Regions from separate parts of the Ovis aries genome. Here region 1 is linked to region 2. The links are chromatin contacts, called in public Hi-C maps. All regions are on one chromosome and are shown on one strand. Each heading gives the region's core, a stretch centred on a gene start, on an enhancer-like site or on the middle of the called end of the contact. The rest is flanking DNA. Distances are from core to core; before and after follow the strand shown. Region 1 holds the start of NECAP1 (NECAP endocytosis associated 1). Region 2 has its middle 28 kb from the start of FOXJ2.

Region 1 (4,864 bases), core at 161-2,660, 81 kb after region 2:
CGTGTCCGACTCTTTGCGACCCCATGAACTGCAGCACGCCAGGCATCCCTGTGCATCACTAACTCGTGGACTTCACTCAAACTCATGCCCATCGAGTGAGTGGGCTCAGCCATTTCAGCCATTTCATCCTCTGTCGTCCCCTTCTCCTCCTGCCTCAAATCCCTCCCAGCATCAGAGTCTTTTCCAGTGAGTCAACTCTTTGCATGAGGTGCCCAAAGTATTGGAGTTTTAGCTGTAGCATCATTCCTTCCAAAGAACACCCAGGACTGATCTTTAGAATGGACTGGTTGGATCTCCTTGCAGTCCAAGGGACTCTCAAGAGTCTTCTCCAACACCACAGTTCAAAAGCATCAGTTCTTTGGTGCTCAGCTTTCACAGTCCTCACATCCATGCATGACTACTGGAAAAACCATAGCCTTGACTGCTGCTGCTGCTGCTGCTGCTGCTGCTGCTGCTGCTAAGCCGCTTCAGTCGTGTCCGACTCTGTGCGACCCCACAGACGGCAGCCCACCAGGCTCCCCGGTCCCTGGGATTCTCCAGGCAAGAACACTGGAGTGGGTTGCCATTTGCTTCTCCAATGCACGAAAGTGCAGTCGCTCAGTCCTATCCGACTCTTCGTGATCCCATGGACTGCAGCCTACCAGGCTCCTCCGTCCATAGGATTTTCCAGGCGAGTACTGGAGTAGGGTGCCATTGCCTTCTCCGTAGCCTTGACTAGATGGACCTTTGTTGGCAAAGTAATGTCTCTATTTTTGAATATGCTATCTAGTTGGTCATAACTTTCCTTCCAAGGAGTAAGCGACTTTTAATTTCATGGCTACAGTCATCATCTGCAGTGATTTTGGAGCCCCCCCCAAAATGAAGTCTGACACTGTTTCCACTGTTTCCCCATCTATTTCCCATGAAGTGATGAGACCAGATGCCATGATATTAGTTTTCTGAATGTTGAGCTTTAAGCCAACTTTTTCACAGGTATCCAATTTGGGATTACGGACCCGCGGATACCTCTTTTCTCTTGGAAACTACGGTTAAGAAGTGACTCTTGGAAGAAAAAAAATTCGCCAGGCTTCGAGATGGTCCTCGTTCTCCCAGAGCACTGCTGGCACCTCCCGAGAGCAAGATGGCGCTTTCCCTTCTCGCCTTTCGGGGATGGAGATATCCTTAACGTGAATCACGCACTTGGAAGGCATCCTTGCCATTACCCAAAATGGTGATTCCCGCAACCTCACCGTTTCCAGGTTTCAACATGGCTTCCGCAACCAGCGCCAACGGCGGTTAATCTCAGGACGCCTGCCGAACTCTCGAGGAAGTGGCGTCAGCGGAAGTGCGTAAACGGAAGTTGTTTTAGAAGTTAAGTCCCCGGCTCTACGTCCCGCCCCCGCGCTGCCGCCCCGCCCCCCGCGGCCCTGCGAGTAGAGCCAAGATGGCGTCCGAGTTGGAGTACGAGTCTGTACTGTGTGTGAAGCCTGACGTCAGCGTCTACCGGATTCCTCCTCGGGCCTCCAACCGCGGTTACAGGTACTAACTTCGAGTCACTGCGGCACGCGCTCACCCGGTCGGGCTTGACACTTTGTTTCCCAGGTAGCAGGCCGCCCGTCCGTGCCATTGCCGCCTCTGGATTGTTACCTTGCTAGCCTGACCACCTGGGTTTTTGTCACCTTTCCCCCTGCTGTTTCCCCACTCTGGACTGCCGACATCCTTGTTTCCGGCTCTTAAAAAAAAAATTACCATCCTCTACCCTCCCACCGCTCTCCCCCCGGACCCCTCTGGGTTACCCATCTGCTCCCCATTATTCTCCTCCTGTCGTGTCTGCGGCTTGGCCAGTCACCTTTCCTTCGCTCATGCCTGCGTCCTTCAAGTTGTCACCCTTATCGTCCCATCCCTACTTCCCACCCCCCGCACCCCCTATTTCCAATACCTGGTGCGCATTTGTTGGTGATTATTGTGTCTTAGGCCCCTCTCTGGATGAGATAGTTTATCTTTTGTGCCGTTCAGTCTTGCCACCAAATACCACCATCCACCATATACTATAGTATAGGTGATATTATAGTATTTTCAAGCCTTCCTTCCCTCTTAACTTCTCATATAGTTTTTACTTTCAGAGTTAACACAGCGTTTTATCTGGAGGGCTAACTAACCATTTTGTAACCCAATGACTATGAGGGCTTGAGGATGCTGTCTAAAGTTATGGACATGCAGTCCAAAGAATTAACTTGCAACTCACTGGGTTACCTGTTAAAAAATATGAGTGTGAGCCCTGGCAATTTAACAGCTATGTGATTTGATACAAATCTTTTAGCCTCTCCAAGCCTAAGTTTTCTCATCTGTAAAATAGAAAAAAAAAAAAAGAGGATGGGGGAGGGGGTGATAATAAAACCTACTCTAGCTATGTACCTTTAGAAGTTTTTGGAGAGTTAAATGAAATCATAATAAATGTAAAAATAATTAAAAATGAATTTCCTAAAAAGAATTCAGTAAACAGTAAAGCAGTCGATAAATACAGTATTTTGATTTCTCTCTCTGACTCACATCACCAGCATGATTTTCCTCTTGTCATTTGTTACCTCGGCTTAAAAATTACCCTCTCCCTGTGTCTTATGTTGTACTTCCTTATCAGAGGTTTGTTCATCCTGAATCAGTATCTCTGTGCTTGCTGACCTGTGCACTAGATCCTGTGATTACCTAAAAGGTAATCCTAATTTCAGGCTTTCAATCAGACCCCAGCTGACTGTGAATAAGACTCTACATGCTTTTTGATGATAGTCACGGGGCCTAATACCTGTGAGTCAGCTGAGACCTCTTTTCCTTTGGCCAGCCTTCCTTGACCTTTTTGTTCTGGATTAGGTGTGCTCTGCGTCCCTCCATAGTGCTTGTTCTTGACTCTATCACTTGCCTGCCTTCTACGTTCTAATTGGTTGGTTGTTCTCCCAGTTCACCAGACTAGACCATGAACAACTTGAGGTCTTCTTAAACTTAGATCTTTTAAACATTTTCTAGGATCTAGCACAGTTTCCTGCACATAGTGGAGACTCTGTAAATGTTGACTGAAAAGAATTAATAGGTTACACTTAAATTAGCATTGATTAATCTGTTAAATAAGGTAAAATAGCTGATGATCTCTAACTTTAGGTATTAAGACTTCCTAAAAGATATGATACACATTGAAGTGGGTTTCAGTTCTTTTTCAGTCCGACTTTTTGCAGCTCTGTGAACCTGCCAGGCTCATGGAATTCTCTAGGCAAGAATACTGGAGTGGGTTGCAATTCCCTTCTCCAGTGGATCTTCCCTACCCCTGGACTGAACTCGGGTCTCCTGCATTGCAGGCAGATTCTTTACTAACTGAGCCACCAGGGAAGCCTTTTTCTTTTGCTTCACGCTTTTAAAAACACCTTTTACCCATCTGCATTCTCTGTCTTCACTTTTACTTTATCCTTATGTCAGTTAACTGCACTGACCCATCAAAGCAATTTCTTAATTTTCCTCTTTTACCCTTTTCCTTGTCATTCTATGTTTCCCATGCTTATTACTGACATTTTTATCCTACAAGAGGCTTTTTATATCAACCACTGTTAGTGAAGAGAGCAGAATAAATTTGAATCTTGAGTCTCATTTATTTGCTGGGTTATCTCTGGCAAGTCACTTAAATCTTTGAACTTTAGTTTTCTCATCTATAAAGATGGGTGTAATATTATTTACTTTGTGAGATTCTGTCAGTTTTCACAAGAATGGGCATAATAACTCCTGGAACAGGTGCTTGATAAAAATAGTGCTTTTCTGTCTTTGTGTAATCTTTTTTGTTTACCAGAACTCATTTTATATTATGAGCATGATTTATTCTCTAGGTTGCTGTTAAGGGAAAAACTGGACTTTATAGGAGTCAGGAGAAATGCTTTCTTTGAGATGAGAGGGAATAATTGACTTTGATTCACCTGTATAAACTGTTGATTCACCTGTAAAGCTGTCACTTCTTGGACTTTCACTGACCAGACTTATAGAAGGAGAATTTGGGTTGATGGGAAACTTACAAATGATTAGAAAATGGTTCTTAACCTATAAAACCTTTTTTTATTTATCATTACCTTTTTCCTCAACTAAATCAGTACTAACCCTACACTGTGTTTTAGTGTAATGAAAACAATACTGGACTGTAAAGTTAAGGATTGTTACTGTGTTATTGTCCTTTTCTTCTTTAGAGAGAGAGAGTAGTTGTTTCAACCTCCAGCCATCTCAGTGAGCTACCCTGGTGTCTCAGTGGTAAAGAATCCCCCTGCCAGTACAGGAGATGCGAGTTCGATCCCTGGGTTGGAAAGATCCCCTGGAGAAGGAAATGGCAACCCACTCCAGTATTCTTGCTTGGAAAGTCCCATGGACAGAGAAGCCTGTTGGGCTACAGGCTGTGGGGTCCCAAAAGAGTCAGACACGACTGAGTGAATGAACAGCAACAACACAGTAGGCTTTCTTGCCTATTCCATATAGCTGCTGTAAGATTTATTGCCAAGGTAGATGAAAATATGTGAAGTCTGTTTCGAAGACCAGTAAAAACCAAGAGTACCCCTGGCTAAGTCTGGGGAGTTGGAGAGGAGTTAAGGCTCAGGGCTGAGGGAAGCTGTTATGTGAATATCCATTCACTTACTGAGAATTTGTTAAATATTGGCCACCAGACATACAAATAAACCAAGGAACCTGTCCAAAGAACAGTGCATCTGGTAAACTTGTTCCTAGTATTTTCAGTAGCCCAGTCACACTATGTCTACCTCATGACAGAAGAGTGGAGTAAGTAACGACTTACTAAAAAATTTTAATAGACAAGGACTTCTAGAGCATGCTCTGAACTGGATCAGATTCAGGTACTTGGGGGTCTTTG
Region 2 (4,261 bases), core at 88-2,587:
TAAGTGGAGGCCACTCTCTAGTTGGTGCACAAGCTCTACGGTTTGCCGGCTTCAGCAGCTGCACTTCTCTGGCGGTAGAGCACAAGCTCACTAGTTGTGGCACATGGGGAACTTCAGCATTGGCAGGCTGATTCTTTACCACTGAGCCACCAGGGAAGCTCTTAAAAGTGGTGTTTTGTTTTTGTTTTTGTTTTTTTTTCCCCTCTTTGATGTGGACCATTTTTAAAGTCTTTACTGAATGTGTTACAATATTGCTTCTATTTTATGTTTTGGCTTTTTGACCGCAAGGCATGTGGGATCTTCGTTCCCTAACCAGGGATCAAACCCACAGCCCCTACATTGGAAGGTGAAGTCTTAACCACTGGACCGCCAGGGAAGACCCATGTATGGTTGTAATTTAGGGGCAAGGGGAGCCTGAAATACAGCCGCAATTACAGGCTAGCTCTGCTCCTCAACCAGAGGGAGGGGCATGTTTTCTCTGCACAGAGGGAGGGTCCCTAGAAAACTGCCCATTCCGCTTCCCCCCACCCCCACCAGGCACCCCTTTTCTCAATCTGCACAAAGGTACCAGAAAGGCTAACAATAGCCCTGAAACCCATCGAGACAGCAGAAACTAATCCCGGAAAGTAATTAAAACATTTTAGATATCAACTTAAAAATGAGTGTGTGTGAGGGGGAGGGGTAGATGGGGGGGGCAGGGGACAGGTTGTATAGTTTTTCAAAATTATTTTCTGAGTAAACAAGCCAAAACGGAGATTACTGTATCTGTCTCTCCTTCCATGTTGCTCGGGCGCACACACCCCTGCCCAAGTCTCTGCCTTTCTCTGATTCTTATATCACATCAAAGCCCATCCGTTCCTTTAACCTTCTGCCTGATCTTTCGCCTAAGCGTTCTCAAGTTTATTCTTTTCTTTTGCGGGCGCTGCCAATTCACTTCTAGGACCACACACTCGAGCCTGACTAAATACACCAACCCATCATTAGCTCATCTCGGCTGGATTCTCATTTCCACCTCCTGTAAACCCACAAGAGCAGGGAGGGTGCCCCAAAGGCACACACTGCCACCTAGCGGCCGACGGTTTACCAGGCGACTGGGGCGACCCCGGGCGTTTGGCAGGGGCACCAGGGCGGAACCGCCAGCGTTAGCTCCCTCCGCTGGGGTCATGGCCTTATCTCTGTTCGGAAACATCTTTCCACGTCTTTTTCTCTCAAAATTCATTCCATCTTTCAAAGTCCAGCGTAAACGTCATTTCTTTTTTTTGATCTTCCAAGGAAGAGGACCCCACTCCTCTACAAGTCTCAGCGTGGGTTCAGCTGTTTCACTGGAAGGCCTGGAGAGCCACACTGCCTAATCCCAACTCTTTCTCTTCCTCTAGTCCTTCAAAGACTCGGGGCCTCTGAAGTGTGTGCCATCAGGATATTGCAGTCTGTGATCCCCTGGGCCACTTCCCTTCATTCCCTGGAAATCTGAAAACCTGACTCATTCTCCTGGTTACACAACGCCTGCTGTCATCATTCCTAGCGGCTGCGTCATCCCTGGAAACAGTTCAGCCCTGTGTTGGCCTCAGTTCCTTGTCCGCTCATTTCCAATCATCCTATTTTCCAGTCCACCTCGCACTCATTTTCATGGTGACACCCTAGCCTGAGTCATTAAAAATAAATGCTTTTCTTCCCAAACCTCTGTTTCTTGAATCTCACACTGATCATGGCCTCTCCAACAATTTTTTTTTTTTTTTAATGTGGACCATTTTTAAAGTCTTTCTTGAAATTGATAGTGCTTCTGATCTCGTGTTTTGGCCATGAGGCATGTGGGATCTTATTAGCTCCCTGATCAAACCCGCACCCCCTGCTTTGAAAGGCAGTTTTAACCACTGGATGGTCAGGGAATTCTCCTTTAACCATTTCTTAATAGGAGCAGGATCTCTAAGTTATTAACTCTATTAAATTTTCACTTCATCACCCTTCTATTTTTACTTTCCATATCCCCTAACTTAAATGGTTAGATTCATCACTATAAGCACTACTTTGCAAAAACTTGCAACTCCTTAACACTTTTCTCCCTCCTGTTATATTCCTGGGTAAAACCCCAACCCTTGGTTAAATCCAACTCTAGTTACTCTGCTTGCTTGCATTCACTAACTAAATAAATATAACTGGAGAAAAACCTGCAACCATGCTAACTGGTATCACATTGAATTAGATGATAATCTCAAGTGAGCTCTCGGAACTGCTCTGCAAAGCTTTATTTTCCCAAATTCACTCCCTATTGTATAACAATTTCACACCTTTTCCTCCCACCTCAAATTTCCAAGATCTCCTTGTCCTTTTTCACACTGAGTTGATAATCTCATTTCTTATTTCTTTGAAAAACGAAAGAAATTTCTCACCATTCTAATTCATTATCAAATCTACCTGAATCAGTATCCACACTCTCAGCTTGCTTCTTGTTGAAATGGATGAACTGTCTCCTGCTCCCCGGCTCAGGAAGATCCCCTGGAGAAGGAAATGGCAACCCACTCCAGTATTCTTGCCTGGAGAATCCCATGCACAGAGGAGCCTGGGGGGCTACAGTCTGTGGAGTCGCACAGAGTGGGACACGACTGAGCGACTGGACAACAACCACCCATCGGCTAAGGCTGGTCCCTCCACCACAGAACTGACTCCTTTCCCTCTCACCTTACTCAAGAATTTCATCCTAAACACATTTCCCTTATATCATCTCATTTCCCTTTCTACTAGATCAATACCATCATATCCCTTAACAACACTCTCCTTTAGATAAAGACAGACTTCAAAAAAGTAGATGCTTCTGAGAAGGTGAGATGTTGGCAGACTCTTACAATACATACGAGATTCTATTTCTCAAGCAGGGTGGGTATCAAGGTGTCCATTTTAAAGATTCTTGCCTTTTTCATAAAGATGGTGCTGAAAGCGAGGGAAGCGGTGCTGAAAGACATCTACATCTGCCTCTGAAGGCAGCCCAACACCCCTGGAAGAGCACTCCCAGGAGGAGGAGGCCTGACCCTGTGCCACCATCAAGGCCTGCTGACCTGGGTGATCCATGAAGAAGACAACAATATACTTGTGTTCACTCTGGGGTCAAGGCCAACAAGCACCAGATCAAATAGGCATGTCATGGCCAAGGTCAACATTGTGATCAGGTCTGATGGAGAGAAGTCCAACTGGCTCTTGACTGTGATGCTTTGGAGGGTGCTAACAAAGTTAGGAGAAGGAAATGGCAACCCACTCCAGTGTTCTTGCCTGGAGAATCCCAGGGACGGGGGAGCCTGGTGGGCTGCCATCTATGGGGTTGCACTGAAGCAACTTAGCAGCAGCAACAAAATTAGGATCATCTGAACCCAACTCCACCTGGTTAATTCTCAATATAAATTGACCGTATAAAATTCTTATCATACATTCCTTCATAGTAATGACAGAAATAATTATTTTCTGGACCTTAAGTTCCTTTTCAAGACAAGCGCCCTGCATCTGTGCTCCCTTTAAAGTAAATTCCACCGATTCCTTAAACCACTATCAAAAGTGACTTTTATGTAATATTATGTTAGTGATGACTTTAAAAATACTATTGTGAGTGAAGTGAAAGTGTTAGTTGCTTAGTTGTGTCCAACTCTTTACGATTCCATGGACTGCAGCCCACCAGTTCCTCTGTCCATGGGATTCTCCAGGCAATACTGGAGTGGGTTGCCATGCCCTCCTCCAGGGGATCTTCCCCACCCAGGTTTCCTGCACTGCAGGCAGATTCTTTACCATCTGAGTCACCAGGGAAGCCCATTTGCGATTAGGTTCAATGTTTTTGTCCCTCCTGCTATTTGAACTACTCCTGTCAAGGTCATCAGCAGACTCTATCTTATCAAATTCAAGGCTCAATTCTCTATCCTGACTTGACCGCTCAAAAACATGACAACACTCATCACTCTCTCTTTAAAAAATTTTTGACTGCATCCTGAGGCATGTGGAACCTTAGTGTCCCAACCAGGGATTGAACCCTTGTGCCTTGCATTGGAAAGTGGAGTCTTAACCACTAGAACACCAGGCAGGTCCTTTTTTTAAAAAAAATTTTTTTTTTTTATCACTCTGTTCTTCTTGGAATAAATTTCTTCCCTTGGCTTTTCATACACCAATCTGTTCTGGTTTCTCATTTATCTTATTGCCTTTTCTCAGTATTTCTAAATGCTGGAATGTTCCCAAGGTTGACTCCTTAAAACTCTTTCCTACAAACACTCACTCCTTGGGTTATCTC

The links. Hi-C and Micro-C count contacts between places; a contact is called where the count stands out from the background.
Region 1: a Hi-C map of tail adipose tissue shows a contact between it and region 2, with 4 times the contacts expected there. The contact joins the promoter of NECAP1 here to the enhancer-like site in region 2. A contact is called at or near these places in 2 of 16 Hi-C or Micro-C datasets (both in tail adipose tissue).

Annotation. Positions count from the first base shown.
Region 1 is chr3:207,199,804-207,204,667 of ARS-UI_Ramb_v3.0, forward strand. NECAP1 (NECAP endocytosis associated 1) reads left to right here and starts at 1,411. Exons shown (of 8, transcript XM_004006895.5): 1 at 1,411-1,518. The coding sequence starts at 1,424.
Region 2 is chr3:207,118,799-207,123,059 of ARS-UI_Ramb_v3.0, forward strand. No RefSeq gene overlaps it. Among named protein-coding and RNA genes, the nearest start is that of FOXJ2, 28 kb to the right of the region's middle. Within about 2 kb of position 1,338, at least 39 of the 54 cell types and tissues checked have an H3K27ac peak or open chromatin away from gene starts, as enhancers often do. A contact at or near this core is called in tail adipose tissue, where this site is marked.